2 separate regions of the Macaca mulatta genome follow, and region 1 is linked to region 2. A link is a contact called in public Hi-C data. All regions are on one chromosome and are shown on one strand. Each heading gives the region's core, a stretch centred on a gene start, on an enhancer-like site or on the middle of the called end of the contact. The rest is flanking DNA. Distances are from core to core; before and after follow the strand shown. Region 1 holds the start of COL9A2 (collagen type IX alpha 2 chain). Region 2 overlaps SMAP2 (small ArfGAP2).

Region 1 (6,090 bases), core at 2,543-5,042, 68 kb before region 2:
GATTACAGTCATGAGCCACCACACCAGGCCACTGGAAGCTTTTTCTGAGCCTTAGTTTCTCATGTGGGTGCCTCTCTGGGTGGATGTGAGAACCAATGCAATATAGAAGGCAATATGCCTTGTAATGATTGCAGGGTATGGATGAGTTTGAAGAGGCCCTGGTGACTGTCCCAGCCCTGGTCACACCTCATGAACCAGCAGGGCAGAGGCAAGTCATGGGGGTTTCTCCTTTCTCCCATCTTTCAGTGACTGACCCAGTGTAACTCCCACCAGATGTCGTCCTCATGCCCCTGGGACTGGCTGTGTCCAGGAGCCTGTGACCTTGGGGGCCCCTGGGAGCTCTGTGGTATCAGCTAAATGATGTTTCTCTCCTGAGTCATGCCTGAGACTGTGGGCAGGGGTCGGGGGAAGAGCAGAGGGAGGACAGGGCACACAAGGACAGCCCCACCCAACATATTCAACCTGATCCTTGGAGGCCAGAAATGTGAGACTAAGTCCTGACTGGTGCAGGGGAGCAGACCCTCTTTCTGGACCCCGGTTGCCTGCAAATCTATGCCCCTGGCGGGGGGATGTGAGGTTCCAGGGAGGTCACAAGTCATACCAAGGTGAAGGGGGGCTCACAGCTGGAGATTCTCCATCCTGCTGCCCATCTCTGAACAGATCAGTGAAGATGCCAGAGCCAGGCCCTGGAGGTCAATTGGTGGAGCCCTTCCCTACCCCATCCCTACCCCATCCGACATGCAGGTACTCACATCAATCCCAGGCTTCCCGTCTGGACCATCTGGCCCGGCTTTGCCAGGCTCACCCTTGGGTCCCTTGAAAACAGAGATGGAACAAACATGAGCCAGAGGAGAGCAAGAGCAGGAAGGGTCAAGGCTAAAGAGGATAAAGCACTCACCGGAGGGCCAGCTTTGCCAGGGGGCCCCTTGTCACCCTGCAAGATACAAGTTGGTGAGACAGCACAATACGGCCCACGTGGGCACACACAGGCCCTGGCAGGCCGCTCCCAAAGGCTCTCCTCACTCTCCTCTCTTCTGTCTACATCCCCTAAGCCTTGCAATTTTTGAGAAAAGAGCCCCCTTTTCCTCAAAAATAAAACCCAAATGCAAATTATAGGAGCATGAGAATAAACCTGGCTGGGCTGGAGAGGGTGACAGCAACATGCAAGAAGGTACAGACATGCTGATGTCATGAAGTGCCAGCTGTGAGACCCACTACCAGGGCTGGGGGCTCCGAGCTGATGCCTCTTGGATTTGGGCACGTGTGGGAGGAAGGTTGGGGCTTCTGGAGAAACGTGAAGGGGGATGAGCAAGTTGGGCAGCAGCTCTATTCCAGACTGTAGGGCAGGAGAACAGGAAACTGAGCCAGTGGCAAGGACCAAGGGGGACTGTGAGGGAGAAATTCAGTGTTCCCAAGGAGGGAAGGACCTCCTTCCAGTGACAAAGGACCCTTGGTGGTGGGCAGGCAGGGCCGGTGGAGTCCGGTTCAGCCCCAGAGAGGCCTCCAGGCATTTCAGAGCCCTTAGCAGCCAGGGCCTGGCCGGGGGCCCAGCATCCTGTGTTTAGGGGGTGGGGGCACCAGGTTGAATAGAAGTCTGTCCAGACTGGTAAACATCAAGCGGCCCTCCTGCGGGAGCCTTCAGAATGAAGTATTTAACCCTCGCCCTGCAGGGAACAAGCCCAGCTGATTCTAAATCAGGGAGAGAAAACCGAAGGGAAGAGACAGGAGTCTGGCCCAAGCTGGTCGGCGGTCTGGCCAAGGCTCCCAATGACCCTGAAGAAGCGTCCAGATGTGCCAGAGGCAGGGTGAGGGGTTGAGACGCCTCCCACCCCACAAGGAGGGGAAAGGAGAGGAGGGGGATGAGGCCTCGCTCTGAGCTGCGGCCGGCGGACTTAACAGCAGCTCCTTGTCCGTCGGCGGCTACGACCCGCTCCGCAAGTCAGGCCTGGATTGAGGTTTTTGCAGAACAAACGGCGTCCTTGTGGTGCGGGCCGGCGCCGCCTACTGGCGACGGGGGCACTACATCTCTGGGCACCCCAGTCCCCACCCCCACCACAGCGCTCACAAAGTTCTCCTTTGTCCGCCGCCTCCCTCCCGCCCTGGTCCCCGGTTAGAGACTCACGTCGATGCCGTCGGATCCAGGCACTCCCGGCGGTCCCGGGGGGCCCGGGGGGCCCCGTTCTCCCGGTGGACCTCTCTGAAAACACACACGGCGGGGGCAGTCCTCAGACAGTGCGGGAAGCTGGGCGTCCCCGGGGCTGCAAGCGGCCCTGGGAGCGGGGTCCTAGGGGCGCACCTCCTCCGTGAACTCCCACGTATTGAGAACCTTCTGCATATCAGGCACTGTGTGCTATTACATGCATTATCTTAACGAATACTCAGAACCGGGAGGCGGGCGCTGTTACGGGCCGCCGTTTGCAGTCGCAGAAACTGGCTCTGAACATGAAGGGTCCATGGTCACTGAGAGTGGGCGGTGGCGCCAGGACTCCGCCCTGGGTGCCGACTGCTACTGTGCCAGGTTGCCCTTGCGCGGTGGCGGTGGGGAATAGCTGGAGACGTGGGCAGCTCAAATAAATCACAGATGGAATGCAAGGTTGTGCCTAGCAGGCTGCCGGCCCTCAGTGAGCGGTGACTCGGGTTATTGTTCTTACGCGAACCACAGGCAGAGACAGCGCCTCCTTCTCTCCCCATGGTGCGGGAAAACCCGACGGGAAAGTGGGGGAGGCGCAGGGAAAGGAGGTGTAGGGAGGTGAAGCGGGTACTCTCTTCCCACTCGGAGCGCCCCTCCCGCAGCACAACTGCCGGGTCCTCCCTCCGCTAAGTCCTGACTGCTGCGGGCAAGCAGGAGGAGCTTGCACCTCCCAGAAAGCAGACCCTCTCCGTGGACCCCGGTTGCCTGCAATTCAATGCAGGTAGGTGTGAGGTTTCAGGGAGGTCACAAGTCATATCAAGGTGAGGGGAGCTCACAGCTGGAGAATTTCCGTCCTGCTGCCCATCTCTGAACAGATCAAAGATCTTAAAAGGCGGCCCTTTTCAGAGGCCAGCTCGGACCCAGGCAGGGGTCCCGGTGCCCACCACCTCCCCAGGCCGCGAAGTGCCAGGCTGGCGCCCCGCAGGCGAGCTCGGAACCACACCCAGCACCCCACGGGGCCCAGTCTCTGCCCTACCCGCGCGCCCGCAGCCCCCCGGCGGCCCTCGGAAGGGAGACGTGGGTTGGCGGGCAGGGCCAAGAGGCCGCCTAGGGGCGATAGCGGCGTCTGGTTGGAGCCGGCGCCCCCTGGGAGGCGGCGGGGGCGGAGGCTGCGCAGCGGGTGAATGAGCACCATTGTATGCCCTGCCACCTGGGCTCCCCAGGCTGCCAGGACCGGGCGCCAGCTCCTGCCCCACGCTGCCTGTCCCAGGCAGGGCCGCGCGTCTCGGGACGGGTCCCCTCTGACTCTCCGACTCAGCCACCTCCATTCACGGTGCCGCGATGGGCACCATGTATGCACCCACCCAGGGGACCTGCCGGCGGCGCTGTCCTCAGGTGGCCCCTCGGGCTAGGGTTGTCAGTAGGCGCGGGACACAGGCAGAGCTCCTCCATCCCGGACCCCAGACCCTGCACCCTGGACCCTGGCAGCGGAGGGGCTGCGAGACTTACGATCTGCGCCAGAGCGAGCACTAGCACCTGGAGAAGAACAAGGAGGCAGCGGGGGGCGGCCGCAGCGACGGCCATGGCGGGCGGCGAGGTCAAGGGGGACGGGTGCGGGTCCGCGCACGCACCGACGGCAGAGGCTCCTGGCGCTGGCTGTTCGCGGGCGGGGTGGGCCGGGGCTCCTGAATATGCGGGGGGCGGGGCGGGGGCCGGCGTGAGCTGTCACCTGAGAGGACCGGCGGGGTTGCGGGGAGGGAGGCCGGCGCCCGGCATCCAGCTCCGCCCCGCTGGGTCCACCCTCTATGCTCTGCCCGGGCTTCCCGGGCGCCTTTGCCTGGTAATCCGAGGGGCGACCGGGGTGCCGGACGGAGATGATGGTCCTGTTTCTTTGTGAGGAGGCATAAGGCCGTCTGAGGTCCCCCTCAGGACCTTCAGGCCCCAGCACCTTCCCCCGACGCACAGCTTGTGCCCCATCACTTACCCCACGTCCTCTCCAGGGCCCAGGCCGAGAGCGCCTCGGTCTCTGCAGACCTTACTGCAGGCTCTCCCCAGCTCCCGCCCACCTTGCTCCCCTCTCCTCTGGCTCCTTCCTCTCCAAGCACAAATAGGCCTTTTTCATATTAATATGCCACAGCCCTTCCTGGATCAGCCGTCTCATGAATACTCCATCGGCCTCTTCCAGCTCTTTAGTGGAGCTGTGTGCACCTCCCCCAACCCCCAACTTCCTCACCTCGCTTTCACCTCCCTACCTCTGTCCCAACAAGCAGATCCGTCTCCTGGGGGTCTCCAGTGAAGCCCAACCCTTCTTCAGTCCTCCAGGCAGGAAGCTGTTGGCATCTTCACCTGACCTTGAAGTCTTCCCCATCCAAGCTCCTGCCATCCAGCTCCCCTTTTTCCATTCCCTTTTATTCTCTGCAGCTGCCTTAAGCACTGGTGTGTTTAGGATTGGGCCTTCTCACTCCATGTTCATAGAAACAACTACCACTTTATTCACCAGAGTTTCCAAACCCCACTGTCCAGCATAGCCTGACTCCAGAGAGCCTTCCCTTCCCTACCACTCACTTAAGCAATATTGGTAAAATGCTTTGGAATCTGACTTTGTCACAATTATACATATGACTACAGGCACCTAAAACTCTATGAAGTATCAGTTTCCTCATCTGTAAAATGGGGATACTAATAGTCTATATATCTGTATAGTCTATATATCTAATATATATATGTATTTTTTAAAGACAGTCTTAAAAGGCTCTGGAGTGCAGTGGTGCGATGTCAGCTCACTGCAACCTCTCCTCCCAAGTTCAAGCGATTTCTCTGCTTCAGCCTCCCGAGTAGCTGGAATTACAGGCATGAGTCACCATGCCTGGCTAAGTTTTATATTTTTAGTAGAGATGGGGTTTTGCCATGTTGGCCAGGCTGCTCTTGAACTCCTGACCTCAGGTGATCCGCCTGCCTCAGCCTCCCAAAGTGCTGGGATTACAGGCATGAGCCACCGTGCCCGGCAAATAGTCCTTATCTTAAAGGGGTTTTATGGAGATTGAATGCGATGACTCATGTGAGGCGTTTAACCTCGAACCAGCACATAGTAGGTGCTTGATGCAGTTTGGCTTTCATTGTTATTTATGGATAGCTGTTTTACTAGGTTGGCATCCAATGTGGGGAAGCTGGCCACAGGCAGATCTGCTGAAATGATGAATCTAGTTGGAGCTAGAAAAGTCCAGCTCCACAGGGCATGTTAGCAAAGGGCTCTGGACTTTGAAAGGTTGTCCTGGAGCTGAGTTTGGGAGAAAGAGCTTGAGAGAATGTAATTGTTCTGCCTAACAGAGTGAAGAATTTGAAGTTTGTAGGAAGATGAGAGCAGGAGGAGGAGGATGTAAGAGAGGGATGGTAGGCATTGCTTGGGGTGGGTGGGGTAAATCTATAAAGGATTTTTGGAACTGGGATGTCCAAATTTAATTTTAAGTTGTTGGTTTCACATCATTTATCTCTTCATCTTTTGTGGCTAACCACAAAGAAGGCCTTGTGTGAGTAAGTTTTCTTTTGTGTGTGGAAATTATGGAAAGGGGATGAGATTCACAGTCTGGACAGCACACATTGGTGTATTAATTACCTATTGCACCATAACAAATCACCCTAACATTCAGCAGCTTAAAATGACAATTTCAGGCCGAGCACGGTGGCTCAAGCCTGTAATCCCAGCACTTTGAGACCGGCGGATCACGAGGTCAGGAGATCGAGACCATCCTGGCTAACACGGTGAAACCCCGTCTCTACTAAAAAAATATAAAAAATTAGCTGGGCAAGGTGGCGGCGCCTGTAGTCCCAGCTACTCGGGAGGCTGAGGCAGGAGAATGGCGTGAACCCGGGAGGCGGAGCTTGCAGTGAGCTGAGATCCGGCCAGTGCACTCCAGGCTGGGCGACAGAGCCAGACTCCGTCTCAAAAACAAACAAACAAA
Region 2 (6,535 bases), core at 2,680-5,179:
GCACTCCAGCCTGGGCGACAGAGCGAGACTGTCTCAAAAAAAAAAAAACAAAAAAAAACCACAAAAAAACAAAAAAAGAATGCTTATAGGTGAGAGATGAGAAGGTCTAGGTAGAAATGGATAGATTGTGGAAAAGTTTCCAAGATAGATTCAACAGGATTTGGATGGAAGATGGGAGAGATTTTTCTGTCCCTTCTCTTACCCTGCCGTTGAACTTTTTGACAGGTCCATTATGCCAGCAGGTCTAAATATAGGTAGCCATCAATTTATCAATTTTTTTTTATCCTCAACATTTATTTGTTTGGAACTCCATAGATTAGAACTCAATGAGGTAATTATTATAATATTAATAGTAGCTTGAAGCCCTCCATCACTCTAGTTCCCGTTTTCTGTCTGCTGAGTTTTCTGTCTTCCAGAGCCTTTCTAATCCTGGCGTTTGATGGTGGGGAAAGTTTCAGCAGCAAGAGGAATTTGCAGCAGTAGTTACTCAGTATGTAGAAGCTGTCCAGAAGTTGAATATAAGTTGGATATTACCTGTATGCTTTCCATTTTACAAATGGAGACATAAGCCCTAAAGAAACTTGTCAAAATACATGCAACAGGTCCATGTAAACCCAGGTTTTTCCCATACTGAGCTGGTACTTAGGACAGTTGATTTCTTGACTGATCAACCAAATCCATTTCCATCTACTTTTTTCATTTTCCCTGATCGCTTATTACAGAGTGATTCTATGTTAGTTTTAGTATTGCTTAATGCTGCCCAAGCCTGCTCTTAGGCTCCTGTTGAATATGTTCACTTATCTGTGACCTTGTTCTTGTGTTGTGTCAGTCACTACCAGTTTACATCACTTGCCTATCCTCTTTGCTTTCAAAATTGTTTGGCATATTGCCTCTCAGCATCTATTTTCATTTTACATTTCAAAATGGTATCTTTTATATTTTTTCCTTGATTACCATGACCAATATGTATTGAACAATTGGTTTATCTCTCTTTATTGATACATAATAGATACACATATTTTCATGATTATTTTGATACATTCACATAATGTGTAATAACCAAATCATGATAATGGTATATCCATCACCTTAAACATTTATCTTTATGCTGGGAACATTTGAATTATTCTCTTCTACCTATTTTGAGATATATGGTAGATTATTGTTTGCTATAGTCACTCAACTGATTTATTGAACACTAGGTCTTATTTCTTCTAACTGTATTTTTGTATTTTTGGGGTTTTTTGAGACAGGGTCTTGCTCTGTCGCCCAGGCTGATGTGCAGTGGTGTGATCTTGGCTCGTCGCAACCTCTGACTCCTGGATTCAAGCAATTCTCCTGCCTCAGCCTCCCCAGTAGCTGGGATTACAGACGTGCCACCATGCCCGGCTAATTTTTTGTATTATTAGTAGAGATGGGGTTTCACCATGTTGGCCAGGCTAGCTAACTATATTTTTGTACCCATTAATCAACCTCACTTCATCCTCCATCCCCCTACCCTTTCTGGCTTCTAGAACACCGATTTACTCTCTCTTCATGAGATCCACCTTTTTTAAACTCACTGACATTTGCAGCAACACAGATGGAATTGGAGATCATTATGTTAAAACAATTGGTTTCACTTGCATTTTTGCAAGTTTACCAGATTAAAGTAGGCTGGCCTTGCAGCAGCAATACCAGGTACTGTGGAATCCAAGTACCCACCACTTAGGCTGACAGCCTTGGGCCTTCTTTCTTTGCCTGTGTAGTGGGGGCATATGCAAGCACAAGGGCAGGGTGGGGGTGTGTAGCAGAGAAAGGGAACAGGTGAGGGTTTAAAAAGTGCATTTTCAAGAAATATTTTGGCCGGGCGCAGTGGCTCACGCCTGTAATCCCTGCACTTTGGGAGGCCGAGGCGGGCGGATCACGAGGTCAATAGATGGAGACCATCCTGGCTAACACGGTGAAACCACGTCTCTACTAAAATACAAAAAATTAGCCGGGCGCGGTGGCGGGTGCCTGTAGTCCCAGCTACTCGGGAGGCTGAGGCAGGAGAATGGCGCGAACCCGGGAGGCGGAGCTTGCAGTGAGCCGAGATGGTGCCACTGCACTCCAGCCCGGGCGACAGAGTGAAGACTCCGCCTCAAAAAAAAAAAAAAAAAAAAAAAAGAAATATTTTAAGATCAATAAAGGAAGCTGCTTAAAATTTCATGTTTTCTAGAAGACTTTGAAATTGGGTCTAGGGTAAATTTCTTCTCTCTAATATTCAGTTCATTTTGGTTCTGGTATTTTAGGACCAGAACTCATATTCCTTTCCAAAAAGAAGCACTCTGGCTGAGCGTGGTGATTCACACCTGTAATCCCAGCCCTTTGGGAGGCCAAGGCGAGTGGATCACCAGAGGTCTGGAGTTCGAGACCAGCCTGGCCAATGTGGCGAAACCCTGTCTCTATTAAAATATGAAAGTTAGCTGGGTGTGGTGGCATGTGCCTATAGTCCCAGCTACTCAGGAAGCTGAGGGAACAGAATTGCTTGAACCCAGGAGGCAGAGGTTGCAGTGAGCCAAAATCACACCACTGCACTCCAGCCTGGGTGACAGAGCGAGACTCTGTCTCAAAAAAATAAAATTAAAATAAAAAGAAGCACTCCGTGGTGTTGCACAGAGTGTAGGTATATATTACATATATGAATGAGTTAACTGGCTCATATCAGGAAGATGAATGGGAAGTGGGTTCTGGAAACCTCATTCGATACCATGTCCTTATATATAGTCCTCAGTTATTGTCCCTCTGTGTTTTAGGCACTGTGAGGTGAATGTTATGGTACCCATTTTATAGATGAGGAAACTAAAGCTCCGTCTCTCAGAAGGTCACACAGGTAATCATTGAAGGAACTGCGCTCAAACCTAAGTCCTTACTGGCAGCAAAGATTATACTTTTAATAACTACAACTGGCAGAGCATGGTTGCTGACACCTATAATCCCAGTGCTTTGGGAGGCTGAGGTGAGAGGATTCCTTGAGGCCAGGAGTTCACAACCAGCCTAAGCAACATAGGGAGACCTTGTCTTTAAAAAAATTTGAAAATCAGCCAGGCATGGTGGTGCATGCCTGTAGTCCCAGCTACATGGGAGGCTGAGGTGGAAGAATCTCATGAGGCCAGGAGTTTGAGGTTACAGTGAGCCATGATCTTGCCTCTGCACTACAGCCTGGGCAACAGAGTGAGAGACCCTGTCTGTAAAAAATAAAATGAAATAAAAGTAACTACACCATTTCCCCATGTTTTCAGCCATATAAGTAACATTTGTCTCTTTTATTTTTCTTTTCTCTAGTTTCAGAATCTTTTGTGGAACATGTAGTTATTCACTAATAAATCTAGTGTCTCAAAACTAAAAGAGACTGAGTATCTGGGATATAACTATCCCTATATTCACTGGGAAAAGGTTTCAGAAGGGATGTCAGGTGGGGATCTGCGGGGGAGAAGAGGCTCTTCTCTGGCTTTTCATGAAAATATAGCTGCCTGTATTTCTGTACTGAGGCCTTGTCAGTGGCTTCAGAGTCACCCCAAGGCTCGAAGTCTTAGCCTTGCATTCCTCAGAAGCAAAACGACTTTAAGTACTCTGGAGTGGGAGCTGTGACAGTGGCTTAGATGATTGGGAATTGCCTTTTCCCATCTTAAGGCCAGGAAGCACACAGTGTAACGTTTCACAGCTGACTTTCAATTTTTAATGAATGCGTTTGGCTTCTGACTTTGTTAGTAAACAAATACATCTTAACTGTCTTATGAGTTCTAGACTCCGGAATCTAGAGCAAAGAAAAAATGCTTTAAGAAACATGAAATATTAACTTGGTACCATTTTAAATCTTATATAACTTAGATCTTATTGAAGTTCCTTTATGAAAACTGTAACCTAAAATGGATAGACAGCATGCTAAGAAACCCCATTTACGTCAGTTTAGGGTTTTCATTTTGTGTTTGACGTGACACTCTCCCACCTGAAACAAGTGTGCAGATCGTTTTTGTGTTTATAAGATACATGGTGGACCAACTATGTAAATCCATCTAGGAATGTGAAGGGACTAAATATCGTTTTAGAAGATAAATCTGAGCTTGTGATAACGATAAGGCATTGGGATAAAATTTCAGGCAGAGAGCACCACCTGGTGGTAATAAGGAGAATGTGAGCTTTCTGTTGCAGTATTTGCCATAGTAGTGATATCTTTGTCAAAAAATTACATTCTTATTTGTAATAATCATGTATTCAAATTTCTAAAACTAATTTTCTGCCACATGATTCTAGCATTCCTTCATTAAAACTGCTGTCAAAACCTTCAGGCTGGCCAGGCGCAGTGGCTCACACCTGTAATCCCAGCACTTTGGGAGGCTGAAGTGGGAGAAGTGTTTGAGGCCAGGAGTTCAAGACCAGCCTGGGCAACATAGTGAGACCTTGTCTCTGCAGTAAATAAACATATTAGCCAGGCAGAATGGCACACGCCTATAGTCCCAGCTACTCCAGAGGCTGAGGCAGGAGGATTGCCTGAGCCCAGGAAGACGAGGCTGCAGTGAGCTATGATGGTGCCACAGCACTCCCTGTCTGGGTGACAGCGAGACTGCCTTTAAAAATAAAAATTGAAAAACCTGCTGGCTAACCAAATAATTGTCTGTGTCCTAAAGAACTGAAGTCTTGTGCTCCTTGTCGTTCCAAGCGTAGGTCCTGTTTATCTCTATAGAAAATCGGTGTCTTTTCACCTCTTTATTGCATCCTCTAATTTTTATGTCACACTTATTTTATGTGGTAAATTTCTGCCAAGTGGGATAACGGAGAAGGAAATATTTCTGAGTTTTCAGTAAGTTTTTGGCAGGTTTCATATGAGTCATTTTTTTTTCCTGGGTGAAAATTATGAAGAGGAGTGTGATAATTTTTCAGAGTGATTATTAGGATGAGTAAAGCTGGCAGGGGATGGGAGCTTCTGTAACATTTTGAATTAAAATTCATATTTGAGATTTCTTTTTTGTTGCTATAAGCATCTTTATTATTTGGCAATCTAGAAATGAGATACTTCAGTAGTTGAGTAAAGTAGGGACATCAACCTAAGGGGAAAGGATCCTATTAAGTTAATGCGAATGCATATTTTATAGGCCTGGGGTTGGGGGGAGGATAAACACAGTTTCAATTACAGGTTGAGCCGTGGACAATCATGCCTTATCTATCTTTCTTCCTGGTAGGAAAACCGAATATAGGCCACCACTAAAAAGTGGTGAATACAGGCCCATCACCACTAAGACGTCTCTTGGGAGAGGACTGTTTATATAAGGTGCTCAGCCAAATAGAATATGATATGGCTTTGCACTCCTGGGATTTTTCTTAATATAAGTAACAGTCTTGTAACATCTGCGTTTCAACACTCATATTAGCAGACACTGTAAAAAAATTGTACCATGCACAAATGCCCACATATTATATAATTCTGTTTGTATTAAATGTCCAGAATTGGCAATCCATAGAGATAAAAAGTAGATTCATAGTTGCCAGGGGCTGGGAGGGAAGAGTTGGGAGAAAATGGGTAGTGCCTGCTAATGGGTTGGGATTTCTTTTGGAGTAATGAAAATGTTCTGGAATTAGATAATAGTAATCATTGCACAACTATGTGAATATACTGAAAACCACTGTATTGTACACTTAAAAATTTTAAACTAAAGAAAAGCTGACACGTGGAGGAATGAGTAGAGTCAATAAACAGGTGGTTATGGTAAAAATTATTTCACTTACGTTCTAGCAGAAATGTCTGATAATCTAATATTGCAGTTTAGGCCTTGAATGTTGTAATTTGTGCTTTATTGCCCTGTTCCTGACTTTCACAGGGCCGCGATGGGCCTCTTGGAACATTGGTGTGTTCATCTGCATTCGATGTGCTGGAATCCACAGGAATCTGGGGGTGCACATATCCAGGGTAAAGTCAGTTAACCTCGACCAGTGGACTCAAGAACAGATTCAGGTACTTAGCCCAAGAGTGAGTCAGCTGCTCCCATATATCCATGTAAAAGGAATTCCAGATGAATTTCAGTCAAACCGGGCACAAAGGCAAAGATAAAGGAAAATTTAGTTGTTAAACACTTATGTCAAATTCTTGTACCTTAACAGAAATTTTTATTCTTTCTATTTAAGATACAAGTTATTCTACCTATATTTTACCTCCTTAAAAACAGAAATAGTCTATGGTCTAGGACTCCATGGGTCCACAAAAGTATTAAGAGGGATCTTTGGGTGATTTTCTAAGACTCTTAGCACTTGCAGGTCTAAAATTTATAGTTTTGAATATTCACTTTTGGTCGGGCACGGTGGCTCAATCCCAGCACTTTGTAAGACCGAGGTGGGTGGATCGCCTGACTCCAGGAGTTCAAGACCAGCCTGGGCAACAGAGTGAGACACCTGTCTCTGCAAAATACAGAATTAAAAAGTTAGCTGGGCCTGGTGGTATGTACCTGTAATCCCAGCAGTTTGGGAAGCTGAGGTGGGAGGATTGCTTGAGCCTCTGCAGAAGTGGAGGCTGCAGTTAGCC

Evidence for each region. A called contact is a pair of places that touch in the nucleus more often than the background predicts.
Region 1: a Hi-C map of CD4 T cells shows a contact between it and region 2, with 3 times the contacts expected there. The contact joins the promoter of COL9A2 here to the enhancer-like site in region 2. A contact is called at or near these places in 4 of 14 Hi-C or Micro-C datasets (CD4 T cells, blood, cortical neurons and 1 more).

Annotation. Positions count from the first base shown.
Region 1 is chr1:200,442,562-200,448,651 of T2T-MMU8v2.0, reverse strand. COL9A2 (collagen type IX alpha 2 chain) reads right to left here and starts at 3,792. Exons shown (of 32, transcript XM_028835449.2): 1 at 3,641-3,792; 2 at 2,123-2,197; 3 at 899-934; 4 at 753-815. The coding sequence starts at 3,715.
Region 2 is chr1:200,374,120-200,380,654 of T2T-MMU8v2.0, reverse strand. SMAP2 (small ArfGAP2) reads left to right here. Exons shown (of 10, transcript NM_001266730.2): 2 at 5,838-5,971. Among named protein-coding and RNA genes, the nearest start is that of SMAP2, 29 kb to the left of the region's middle. Within about 2 kb of position 3,929, at least 7 of the 40 cell types and tissues checked have an H3K27ac peak or open chromatin away from gene starts, as enhancers often do. A contact at or near this core is called in CD4 T cells, where this site is marked.